4 separate regions of the Mus musculus genome follow, and all the other regions are linked to region 1. A link is a contact called in public HiChIP or PLAC-seq and promoter capture Hi-C data. All regions are on one chromosome and are shown on one strand. Each heading gives the region's core, a stretch centred on a gene start, on an enhancer-like site or on the middle of the called end of the contact. The rest is flanking DNA. Distances are from core to core; before and after follow the strand shown. Region 1 holds the start of Itga8 (integrin alpha 8). Region 2 holds the start of Mrc1 (mannose receptor, C type 1). Region 3 holds the start of Trdmt1 (tRNA aspartic acid methyltransferase 1). Region 4 holds the start of St8sia6 (ST8 alpha-N-acetyl-neuraminide alpha-2,8-sialyltransferase 6).

Region 1 (2,700 bases), core at 171-2,670:
CTTTTCCTTAACTTTCATGGCCCTTTTCTCCTTTTGTCTTGTCAACCAGGTTGGGATTCCCTTGTCCATCCCTGCTTTCTTTTTATTCAGATGACTTGCCACTGGACATTTGAATCTCTGGTGCCTATCATATTTCTGCTTTGGCTACTTTTGCCTGGATCCCTGGTCTCAGGATCCATCCAGCCCTATTTCAGACCACTCCTTGGATACTCCTTTTCACTACGATCTTGTACATGGTCATCTAATGCTAGGAGATTAGTGCCTTCAGTGTTTCCCTCATCTGCTTCCGGGAGGTCCAAATCTAAGTCTCCTATTCAAATTCTTGTCTACATCTAAATTTGTTTCCAACTTTCCTGAAATTACCCAGAAACAGCTTGCCCCTTCTCTGTCTCTCTCTCTGTCTCTCTGTCTCTGTCTCTGTCTCTGTCTCTCTCTCACACACACACACACGTGTGTGTGTGTATATATATATATATATATATATATATATATATATATATATATATTTAACACAGCCTTCTCAGGCTAGTCTTGAACTTGTTAGGTTAGCCCAGGCTGTCCAACAAAAGATCCTCTTATTACAGCCCCTGCCCCCAAACAAAACAGTGTTGGGATTTCAGGTATGTGTCACCATGTCCCACACTTCTTTGCCTACACTTAAATTCTGTGTGACCTCAGAGTCATGTTGTTTTTTTTATCACCAATCTATGTCCTGAAAAGTTTGTATTTATAAAAAACCATTTATACACACAGTTCTAGTCTGCTCCCTTCACCTTCGGGCTCCTCGAAAGATCAACAACTAGTACTGGTGAGGAAGAGATCCTGTTGTCTCAAACTTTCACTCCCAAGCCCTGCTTTTGAAAACTGTTAACTGCAGCATTTCTGACTTTGCAGTCCTTCATCACAACCTCATAGGATAGAGGTTTATACCAAATCATACAATGTGCCAGAGATGCCCTTGAGAAAGACTGAGAAAACCTACAGGATTTTTGTATTAGTATGTCAGCGGAATAGGAGAGGAAGAGGGTTCTTACATTCCATTATCAAATCCCATTTACTGAGGAAGAAACTGATTTACCCTCAAAGGTAGAGGTGACAGCCATATAACCACTCTTTTCTGGAGTTGGTATACTCTTTTGTATGCTTGTATCCGAGCTGCGCAATATTGGGAAATCATTAAATTCTCGCCGCATATGGAACACCGCTTCTCCAAAACAATGACTTGAGGTGACATCCATAAAATTTAGATGGTCCTTAAACTAGAGACTCGAAATCTAGCGGGCTCAACAGGCACTTGCCCGGTCCTAGACCGCAAGCTCCGTCCTGCAGCCTGAGAACTAGCCGCTAGAGGGCGCGAAGAGCGCGCCGGCCCCAGCCAGGGGCTGGAGAGGGTCGAGCGCGGGATCCGCTGCTGCAAGCCCAGAGCAGCGGGGTCGGCGGGCCGCACAGGGCGAGAGGACTGTCACTGTGGACGCTCCTAGCTCACCGACCCGGGACACCGGCCTCTGGGGAGCGTCAGGCCTTCTCCTCTGGGCTCCACGGCTCCCGATCCCGGGTGAACAGCGTTCGGGAAGGAGGGCGATGTCTGCGGGAACCCACTGTGGTCCCCCGGGGAACCGGGCACCTCCGTTCGCGCGTCTCTGTTGCGTCTCGGCCGCGCTGGGGATGCTGTGGTCCCCTGCGTGTCTGGCGTTCAACTTGGATGTGGACAAGCTCACTGTGTACAGTGGCCCCGAGGGCAGCTACTTCGGCTACTCACTGGACTTCTACATACCTGATGCGCGCACGTAAGTTGCTGGGTTGGGTTGGTGGCTTGGTGGCGCGCGATTCCAGGTCCTGTCTCTGTCTCTCAGAGGTCTCCGCAGCCAGGAGGAAAGGATGTCTGATATTTCAGGCAACTGCCCACTCCGGGTCGGATTCTGCTCTTTGCCTGCTACCAACATCTTTCCTCCTGACTTATGCTAAATAGATGTGCCCATGAATCTGGGATTGGAGATGCTCCACTGGTATATAAGTTCGGATTCAAAGACAAGAGCATTATACAAAGGAGAGAGTGGGGCGGGACAGACTCAGGTCAGTTTTAAAATAAGGACCGCGCAGTCTGTTCCTACGGAATCTCATAGCGCCTTAGGTTGCAGACAGTTGGGATCTGCCTTCCCCATCACAGTCTCCACCTACCTCCACCTAGACAGGCAGAACCATTAGCAGCCTCTTCCAAAACCAGGTTTCTGGTGCTCATAGGCTTCCAAAGAGGAAATCAAGTTTGGCAGTCTTTCCACAATAAACCTGTTTGTGCCTGCCGCTGCTGCCGCAGTCCGGTGGGCATGCTTCTACAGACTGGGCACACGGGTAAATGTTCCCAGAGGAGTGACTTTCTCCAATCTCTTTGCAGAGCCAGTGTCTTAGTGGGGGCACCCAAAGCCAACACTAGCCAGCCGGATATCGTAGAAGGGGGAGCTGTCTACTACTGTCCCTGGCCCTCAGAGAGGTCTGCACAGTGCAAGCAGATACCGTTTGACACCACCAGTAAGTGATGCTAACCTGTAGTGTGGCCCCTGGTTGAAAAGAACCAGAGCCATTCCTCGCGGCAATTTAGTGTTCTTTCCCCCCCTCCTAATGTAAATCTGAGTGTTTGGATGCATCTGGTAACATCCGTTTCCCTACTGTTCAGAGGTGAACACTAGGGGAGGAGGTGCTTGG
Region 2 (2,700 bases), core at 37-2,536, 1.9 Mb before region 1:
AAGTCTAGAATCCAACCCCCAGTGAGGAGCTGAGAAATCACAGGTTCTCAAGTAACACAAAGACATCTGGATCTGGAAGGGACTCTCCTGTGCCCATTTATATTCGCCTTTTACTCTCTAGAGAGAGCTGAAAGACCTCACATTTTGTGTCCCTGTAACTGGGTCCACCAAGTGACCCACAAGACCTCACACTCTGTCCCAGTATTTGTAGTCACGAAGAGAACGGCATTAGGGAGGCATCCTGCTGTCTCAAGGAGGGAAACATTCCTAAGAAAACTGAGAAAATCTTTATCATACAGTTCCCTAGAGAATTTCCTGGCATCAGCGTCACCACAGGACTTCGGCTAAGACCAAGGGTACGAACTGTGTCCAGCAGGCTTTAGTTGTCTGATGGAAGTGAAGGGTGTTGAAAAGCCAAAATAGTCTCGAAATAGACCTGGGAGTGCAAACTCTCCCAGTCCCTTCCATACTGGTGCTTAAGAATCCAGAGAAACGCTGACTCAGCAATGCCCTTGCGCATCTAAAGAGCCCTGATCTGTTCCTACGGACATATCAACCACTTTCAGACTTCAGCATCGAACACATCCACCTGTGAGACAATATGAACAATTCTGGAAGCAGAAAAGGGCGGACTTTCTAGCAATAGAAATTATGAATGAAACGGCTCACGGGAAAAGTCGAGTGTGAGAATCCCCGCGTCCTCTCCTTATCAATTTGCATCTAGGACGAGGGGCTGCAAGTTCCTCTTTCCCCACCCGAGATACTCAGCGCTATCTATTGGGAGTAGGATAGCAACGGCATAAACTGGAAACTAGAACTAGGGCAAGCAACAAAACAAGAAGGCATTGCACAAACCAGGTAGAAATACCCAGACATGATGTCCTCAGGAGGACGGAGGTGCTGGGGGGCTTCATCTTGGACAACATCTAACAACAGAGAGCAACAGCATCGCCTGACTCTAGCTCAACTCCCACCCTGGTGTGTTCAGGTCAAAGCCAAGTGCAAGCTTGATGAAGGTCAGGTAAAAACACAGATCGCTCAATTCCTCTTCCAGATGTACACAGGACTTTTAGCATAAACTTCAAACAAAATGGTATGCAAAGCCCCCACCTCAAAACAGACTTACCCAATAGCTGAACAGAGACAGGGATGACAGAGATAAAAGCCAGAAGCAGGAGAAGCCTCATGGCCCAGAGTGGATCTTCCAATGAGGGAGAAGAGGGAGACTGGGAAAGGCAAAGAATACAACCAGGTCCCCAGGTTGCCCCTTTGCTCAGTCCAAGGTCTGGGAGCTGCCTGACTGAAAAGGAGGACAGAGGAAGCTGTCCCTTTTAAAGGACTCCTGAATTTAGGAAAACCCTCCAATTGAGAGATATCCTGTCACATGGGGGCGGTTAGAAAAACAGGAATTCAAAGTTACAACTTTGCTTCGTAAGCTAAGGCACAGGAGGAAGGGGAGAGAGGAACATGTGTAGGAGAGGAGAAAACGCAGGAAGTGGGGAGAAGTGAGGACCCAGGCCATGAGCAGCAGGGAGAGGCAGCCCTGCTGAGCTCTCCACAGGTGCTGGGCAGTAACCAAACGGAGGCCATTATCTGGGTGGGAAAAAGTCTCCAGGAGGCAGCTGTGGAGGCTCTCACCCACAATTCTACAGTCAGAAAGGGAGGACACTCGCTGGAAAGCATCAGAAGCTCTTCCTGCTCAGGCTTAGAGCCCGAGCACCAACACACACACACACACACACACACACACACACACACACACACACACACACTCCTTGGAAAGGATCAAAGGTATGGTTCACGTAGAGTTTTGCCCCTGTCTCTAGAAGGAAAATGACAGAAGTTAATTTTAAGACAACCTCAATGAAGCCCAGGGATAGAAAGTTCTAGCAGCTTTCCTTAGAAAGCCAGAGGAAATAGTGGCAATAGCTTTGTTGTCGGTTCGCTGCCAGGCCTCAACCATTACAGTCCTCAGAGTTTGAAAAAGGGAAGACCTCTCTCTCTCTCTTGCAAAAGAAAGCCTGGCTTGAGTCCAAAAGTTGCTTGTTGATTCGATGACAGTGGGGTTTCGTCTTCATGATTTTGCAGGGTCGTTCACAAAGCACCACACAACCCACCTAAACACTGATTTTTTTTTTCCAGACGTTCAACAAGAATTAAGAATATTTAGAAATGGATATTTGTGGTTAGTCAGGGAAGACCTGAAACTGGAGCGTGGGAAATGTCATCGTTTCAAAAAGAAGCTCTGGAAACACTGGCGACTTAGAAGTTGTAAACAGATGGTTTACCTTCAAGTGAAAAGCTGTTCAGACCCATCCACGCTGAGGCAGGTACACACTCATTTCCCAATAAGCTGTGGTTTCTCTCAAGAATTTTCTTTTTAAAAAGCCTAAATTAGGAAGATTCTGAGAAGGGACCCACCGTTCTTTTTCATTCTATCAAGGCTTAACTGACAAAGAAAATTCTCCCACAACTGGTGAGAGGCTGCAAACGTTTCCTTTTCAATCACTGCGTAACTGACTTATCACAGGAACACCGAAACAGTCTTGCGTTTGTAGCGCAGGCTGGCCTTGAATTCTTGGTTCCTCTGTTTTGACTTTCTGAGAGCTGGGATTATAAGTGTGTCCCATCATGCTTGCTGACCAAAAAATGTTTTAATTGGTCTTTTAAATGCAAGCCATTCAAATTGTTTTGCCTAAT
Region 3 (2,700 bases), core at 166-2,665, 1.2 Mb before region 1:
ACCCCATGGAGGAGGAGATGGGAAGAGTGTAAGAGCCAGAGGGAATGGAGGACAACCAAGAAACGAAGGCCCTTTAAATCAATGTGATCAACACATATTGAACTCAAAAAGACTGAGGCAGCATGCACAGGCCTGCACCGTGTGGGGCCCTAGAGCTGCAAGGAGAACTGGGCACATCCCATCCCTAATTCAGAACAATATCTGGTTGATAACCTCCTGCAAATGAAGATTTGTTTTCCTCCAAGGGAATCTCACTGGGGAAACAAACTACTCTTAAGAGTAGGCCGTGGGCCCAGCAGTTGATGGCCAACAGGAAATGAACTCAATAGCATCATTGGAGAGTCTTTGTCTTATAATGTTGTGCCAGGGCTCCTCCTCCTTCAATTTTTAACTTATGTTTTATTTTATTTTATTTTATTTTATTTTATTTTATTTTATTTTATTTATATATTTTCTTCTCTCTTTTTACCCTACTGCTCTTTGCATTTATTATTATGGTTTCCAGTTAAGTGTTTTTATGAGTGTGCAAATGGGTTTTCCATTTCTTGGGCCTTTTCTTGTCTCCCGTCGCCCCCCCCCGCCCCCCCCCCCCCGTTTGCTTTGCTCAATACCGATGTGTTAGTTTTTGTTGTCTTGTTTTATTTCATTGTTATAGAAGCCCATTTGTTTTCTAATGAGAGACAGAAACTGGGTGGATCTTGATGGGGTGGGGAGGAGCTAGGGGTACTTCAGTAAAGGAGGAGGAATTGCAATCAGGATATATTATGTGAAGAAGAAAATCTGTTTTCAATAAAAAGAAACAGCATGTGTCGGGGTAAATAGGATGAGTCCTATTTTCATTTATAGCAGGCATCCTCCCTATTATGAATGGGCTCAGAGGGATCGGCTTTAAGTACTTGTAATTCTGGAGCTTTCTTTAGGAAAGAGCCTGGTAGGACTTAACTTCTTACTCTCGCACAGGCACACCAGAGAGCATATAGATATGTGCCCAAGATTCCTCAAAGAATTGCTTGATCAGGTCAGACTTTAAAAGAACAAAAGGAACCTGCAGTTAAAAACAAACAAACAAAAAAACCAAAACCAAACAAACAAAAAGACTGTGTTCTAATCAGTAATTTACTTCAAAGCCAAGGGTGGTTTCAGCTCTCTACTCAAGGCCTCAGAAAACACAAAACAAGGAGGAAAAAGCACAAATCAGGCTAAGGAGCGGCAGTCTCTCACTTGGGAGGCCTTATTAATAGTTTGTCTGTCCTTTGTCCCCTTCCTAGCCCTGCTAGCCCCCGGGCTCCAAACTGTGATCTTAATCTGCAGCTAGAGGAACAGGGGGTTGGGGGAACTGAAAAGCCGCGGAACCAGAAGCGAAGGGAACGGAGCGGACATGGGGGAGTAAGAGACGCAGAGAACCGGTAGGCCTAGTTTCCAGGCCGCGGTCGCGGTTGCGAGAGGATGGAACCTCTGCGTGTCCTGGAGCTGTACAGTGGCATTGGTGGCATGCACCACGCGCTGCGAGGTGAGCGGACAGACAGCTTCTCTTGGATTCACTTGGGGCCGCAGGTTCCGGCTCTCGCGCCGCGGAGGGGCGGGGCGGCGGGGCGGTGGGGCGGGACCTGGTGCGGTCGACCTCGGTTGCCCTGGAAACCACTTTAGTGAGCCTCCCTGGTCCGCCCCTCCAGGCTGAGACTCCCCTACTCTGGCCCCAATCCTTGGAGCCTAAGCAGGCCGGCTCCCCATGGTACTGTTTGTGAGGCTGCATTCGTGTGCAGCCAAATGAACCTAAGTTGCTTCAGACAAAGTTAAGGCAAGGGCGAGCCCTTTGCCCAAAGCCAAGATCCAAATTCTAGACTGGCTGTCACTGGGCTTGGAGGAAGTCACGAAAGCGGGCGGGGGTGGGTTGGAGCAGGGGGATAACTGCAGTTCAAGATAGAAATGTACAAGTATTAGTGTGAAGGGGGAGAATTAAAAACAGTAATGTGCTTGACACACTGTAGCAGCTTAGAAATTAGTTTGCTGTCACTTAGGTTTGGAAGCTTCGTAATTTCTTTGGTCTCTACCCACTTTTGTGATAACTCAGAAATATTTACTTGGTGAACTCCATTGACCAGTACTGTATTTTAGGCACTTGGGATATGAAGTGACAGTGGGTGTGCGGGCGCGTGTTTGTGTGTGTGTGTGTGTGTCTGTGCACATGTGCAAGCACGTCTGTCCTGAAGTTGCTAAGACTAAGACAAATGCAAAAAGGAAACTTTGCTTCTCTTTTTATTAACTAGAGTAACAAGAAGCTAAGTGGAGCAAGATTTTTGTATTCCTTCACTCTTGAAAGTCCCTAAGTTCTAGCCTTTACTTTTACTTTTGCTTCTGTTGCCTCTCAGAGATTGCAAATTCAAACTTTTCTACGATAGCTTTTTTTTTTTTTTTAACCTGCCTTATGTTAGTTAATATATGACCTGTTAAGAAATACTTTCCCTGTTATCCAAAGTAACTTTCTGGTTACCGAAAGCTCCCTACATCTTCGGTTTGAGGTTTGCTTATAGAAGAGGTCTTAATCATATTAATTAATAACAATTAATATTTAATTATTAATCTTTTTTAGTGTTTGTATGTTAGATAAACTTTGGTTTTAAATTTATCTGTAAGGAAGTAGTACATCCTGGTGTTTTTCTTTATTTATGCAGCTAATAAAGATTAATAACAGTGACAGCT
Region 4 (2,700 bases), core at 74-2,573, 1.5 Mb before region 1:
CCAGCCTCGTGTTGAGGATCAAATCACAGTTGGAGGATAGAGTTTCAACACAGAAACTGGATGTCGACCTATAGCTACGAGAAAAGAAATATTTGAGACAAATAAATGTCAACCATTTACTTGAACAAAGAAGGACTCGTGAATTAGGCAGCACTGGGAAACAGAAGAGGGGATATCTGCCTATCAGTGGGCAGCAAGCTTTTGGTGGGCGGGCACAAAGTCTTAGTAGAGGGATCACCTGATTGGCTACATGTAGGTAACTGACTTTGCGTGGTGTGATGAGTTAGCTGCCTATGATTGGTTGGTGCATTTTTCTCTTATTGGTGAAATTCTCGTGTTCGTTATAATTCCAATTAGGTTCTGGATTAGGCAAGAATTTAAAATCCAGAGATCACCTCCATTGGCAGTAGGCAAATCTGTTTTTCTGAAAAACATTTGGTAAACAATGGTAAACACTTCAGGTTTTGAGAGCTATAGACTCGCAGTCACCACTACTCAATTCTGCCCTTATAAGCAGTCAATCTGTCACACAATCGCATGCTCATCAATAATACAAATTACTGGACACAAAGATGTCCAATAAAACAGTTGTTTTAAAGCAAGCAGAGATGACTCTGGTCAAAGGTGGGTGGACAAATTGCCCTTGAAGATCTCTTGGTAATTTGGTGTCAACTGTCCACGGAACGTCGTGGGAAGGTGCCATGCAATGCCAGTCTACTCAAACGTTACCAAGTTCCTGGCAGCTTTCAGGCACGTGGGAGGATCCAACTGAGCAACCCAGTTTGCAAACTTTTTGAAGTGGGTCCTTTCTGCTCTTCTCTTCAGTCCTCCAGGTTCTAGCTCAGGGCCTCAGCTACATAGCAGAGTCGCAATGTGATTGGGTGGGTCACTTGGGGCCAAGCGCGCACTCGGGCGAAGGTGAGAGCAGCTGAAAAGTTGGAGCCCAATCAGCGCGGAGTTGAGCGCTCATACCCCAACCTTCAGGTGACCCCGCGTGGCGGCGGCGGCAGCAGTAGGCAGAGGCAGCGGCGGCTGCAGCGACCAGAGCCCGCAGCGGCTCCGAGCGCCTCCGGGAGGACAAGCGACGAGCTTGGAGAATCGTCATCCGCTAGCTGTCCGCCAGCTTCGCCAGCTTCGGCGGCCGGGGCTGGCTTGGAAGAAGCGAGCGAGCCCGAACGCGGCTTCTTCGGCTCGGTGCCCAGCAACACTGTTGCAGGCTGGGCTCTGGGCAGCCCCCAGAGTGCGGGCCCGCGCCACCGCCTTTGAACGCTGGGGGTGTGCGTGGCAGCGGCCGCGGTGGCGGCGGCGGCGAAGGCGGTGACCGGAGCGGCGAGTCGGTGCCGCCCGGGCTGCGCTTCGCCCCGGCAGCTTTGGCGGCGAGGACGCCCGTGGCTCAGGATGAGATCGGGGGGCACGCTGTTCGCCCTCATAGGCAGCCTGATGCTGCTGCTCCTCCTGCGTATGCTCTGGTGCCCAGCCGACGCGCCTGCCCGCTCCAGGTAATTCCCCGGCCTCAACTCGCCCCACCTGAAAGGTCCGGTGCGCCCACGCTGTGCTCTGGGTGTTGCTTCCAGGGGACGCCCGGAAAGATCCGGGTGACTGACCACTTTAGACTTTTGACTAAGCAGCTCCTTGAGGGTAGGGTGGAGATCAGGGGTCGCGGAGAGGCGACGCTTGGCCGGATGTCTTGGTTTGAAGTGGAAAGGGACACGTCGGGGTTGGGAGGGCTCCGGATAGTGCCTCTGTGGGCGAGGGAGCTGCAGAGCGGAACCTCCTGAAGAGGTTTCCCGCCAGGCTCCAGGACTCCCCCATTCTACTCCTGGTTTTGTCCTATGGGATTTTTCCTGTCTAACTTCAAGATTAGGGACCCATCCCGGGAGCTGGGGTGCACAAAGATGCTCTGATTACGTCTGGAGTGCAGTGCCCAGTCTGCCAGCCACACTGGCTTCCAACGCGGTGTAATAACTTAGTTTTCTCCCTGGCTGTGCAGGCTGTTGATGGAGGGAAGCAGAGAGGACACCAGTGGTACCTCAGCTGCACTGAAGACACTCTGGAGCCCGACAACCCCGGTACCACGCACCAGGAACAGGTACTAAGGCCACTAGGGACAGATGGACAAGGTCTGGGCAAGACTGCGAGACCCGTGGAACTCACTTGAGCGTTTTGCCTGGATATCTCTGTCTGTCTGTCTCTGTCTGTCTTTGACAGAGAGAGAGAGAGAGAGAGAGAGAGAGAGAGAGAGAGAGAGAGAGAGAGAGAGAGAGAGAGAGAGAGAGACTACGCACATCAACCTTTAAAAACACATCTCTCCATATCGGCTACACTTTCAAAGATGGGTACTGAATTCTGTAGATAAAGGTGTGTGGAAAACCCCAGAGAAGGCACTTGTCTATCTTTACTGAGAGATTTGGTTTGTGGGTTTTGTTTTCTGTTCTTTAAAGTGCATCTGTGTTGAGATCGAAGGAATACAATTCTTCAGTGTGTTTGTCCTGGATGAAAAAGAACTTACATTTCTTCCTTACTGTGGGTGTGTATTAATGTACAGTAATTATTGGATATCTATTATTCTGATTATAGAAATAACACAACTTAATATAGAAAGCCATAGGGGAAATACATAAGAGAATTTAATATTAACTCAGAGCCCAGACCCAGGTATCATTTTCAGGTTAGGACTACTTTATGTCTCTGTAATGTCTA

Evidence for each region. Promoter capture Hi-C pulls out the DNA fragments that hold promoters and counts their contacts. HiChIP or PLAC-seq counts read pairs in DNA pulled down with a chosen protein or histone mark. Capture Hi-C pulls out chosen DNA fragments and counts their contacts.
Region 2: a promoter capture Hi-C map of liver shows a contact between it and region 1, with 4 times the contacts expected there. The contact joins the promoter of Mrc1 here to the promoter of Itga8 in region 1. A contact is called at or near these places in 1 of 39 promoter capture datasets (liver) and 2 of 9 other capture datasets (adipose tissue and liver).
Region 3: a contact with region 1 is called in an H3K27ac HiChIP or PLAC-seq map of microglia, with 5 times the contacts expected there. The contact joins the promoter of Trdmt1 here to the promoter of Itga8 in region 1. A contact is called at or near these places in 5 of 39 promoter capture datasets (the 3T3-L1 cell line, hippocampal neurons, liver and 1 more) and 1 of 115 datasets of contacts at active chromatin or transcription factors (microglia).
Region 4: a promoter capture Hi-C map of adipose tissue shows a contact between it and region 1, with 4 times the contacts expected there. The contact joins the promoter of St8sia6 here to the promoter of Itga8 in region 1. A contact is called at or near these places in 1 of 39 promoter capture datasets (liver) and 1 of 9 other capture datasets (adipose tissue).

What each region holds. Positions count from the first base shown.
Region 1 is chr2:12,300,664-12,303,363 of GRCm38.p6, reverse strand. It overlaps Itga8 (integrin alpha 8), which reads left to right and starts at 1,420. Exons shown (of 30, transcript NM_001001309.3): 1 at 1,420-1,787; 2 at 2,393-2,526. The coding sequence starts at 1,582. E030013I19Rik (RIKEN cDNA E030013I19 gene) reads right to left here and starts at 2,118. Exons shown (of 2, transcript NR_040353.1): 1 at 1,775-2,118.
Region 2 is chr2:14,228,000-14,230,699 of GRCm38.p6, reverse strand. It overlaps Mrc1 (mannose receptor, C type 1), which reads right to left and starts at 1,286. Exons shown (of 30, transcript NM_008625.2): 1 at 1,127-1,286. The coding sequence starts at 1,187.
Region 3 is chr2:13,543,379-13,546,078 of GRCm38.p6, reverse strand. It overlaps Trdmt1 (tRNA aspartic acid methyltransferase 1), which reads left to right and starts at 1,415. Exons shown (of 11, transcript NM_010067.4): 1 at 1,415-1,510. The coding sequence starts at 1,447.
Region 4 is chr2:13,792,143-13,794,842 of GRCm38.p6, reverse strand. St8sia6 (ST8 alpha-N-acetyl-neuraminide alpha-2,8-sialyltransferase 6) reads left to right here and starts at 1,323. Exons shown (of 8, transcript NM_145838.1): 1 at 1,323-1,499; 2 at 1,991-2,089. The coding sequence starts at 1,399.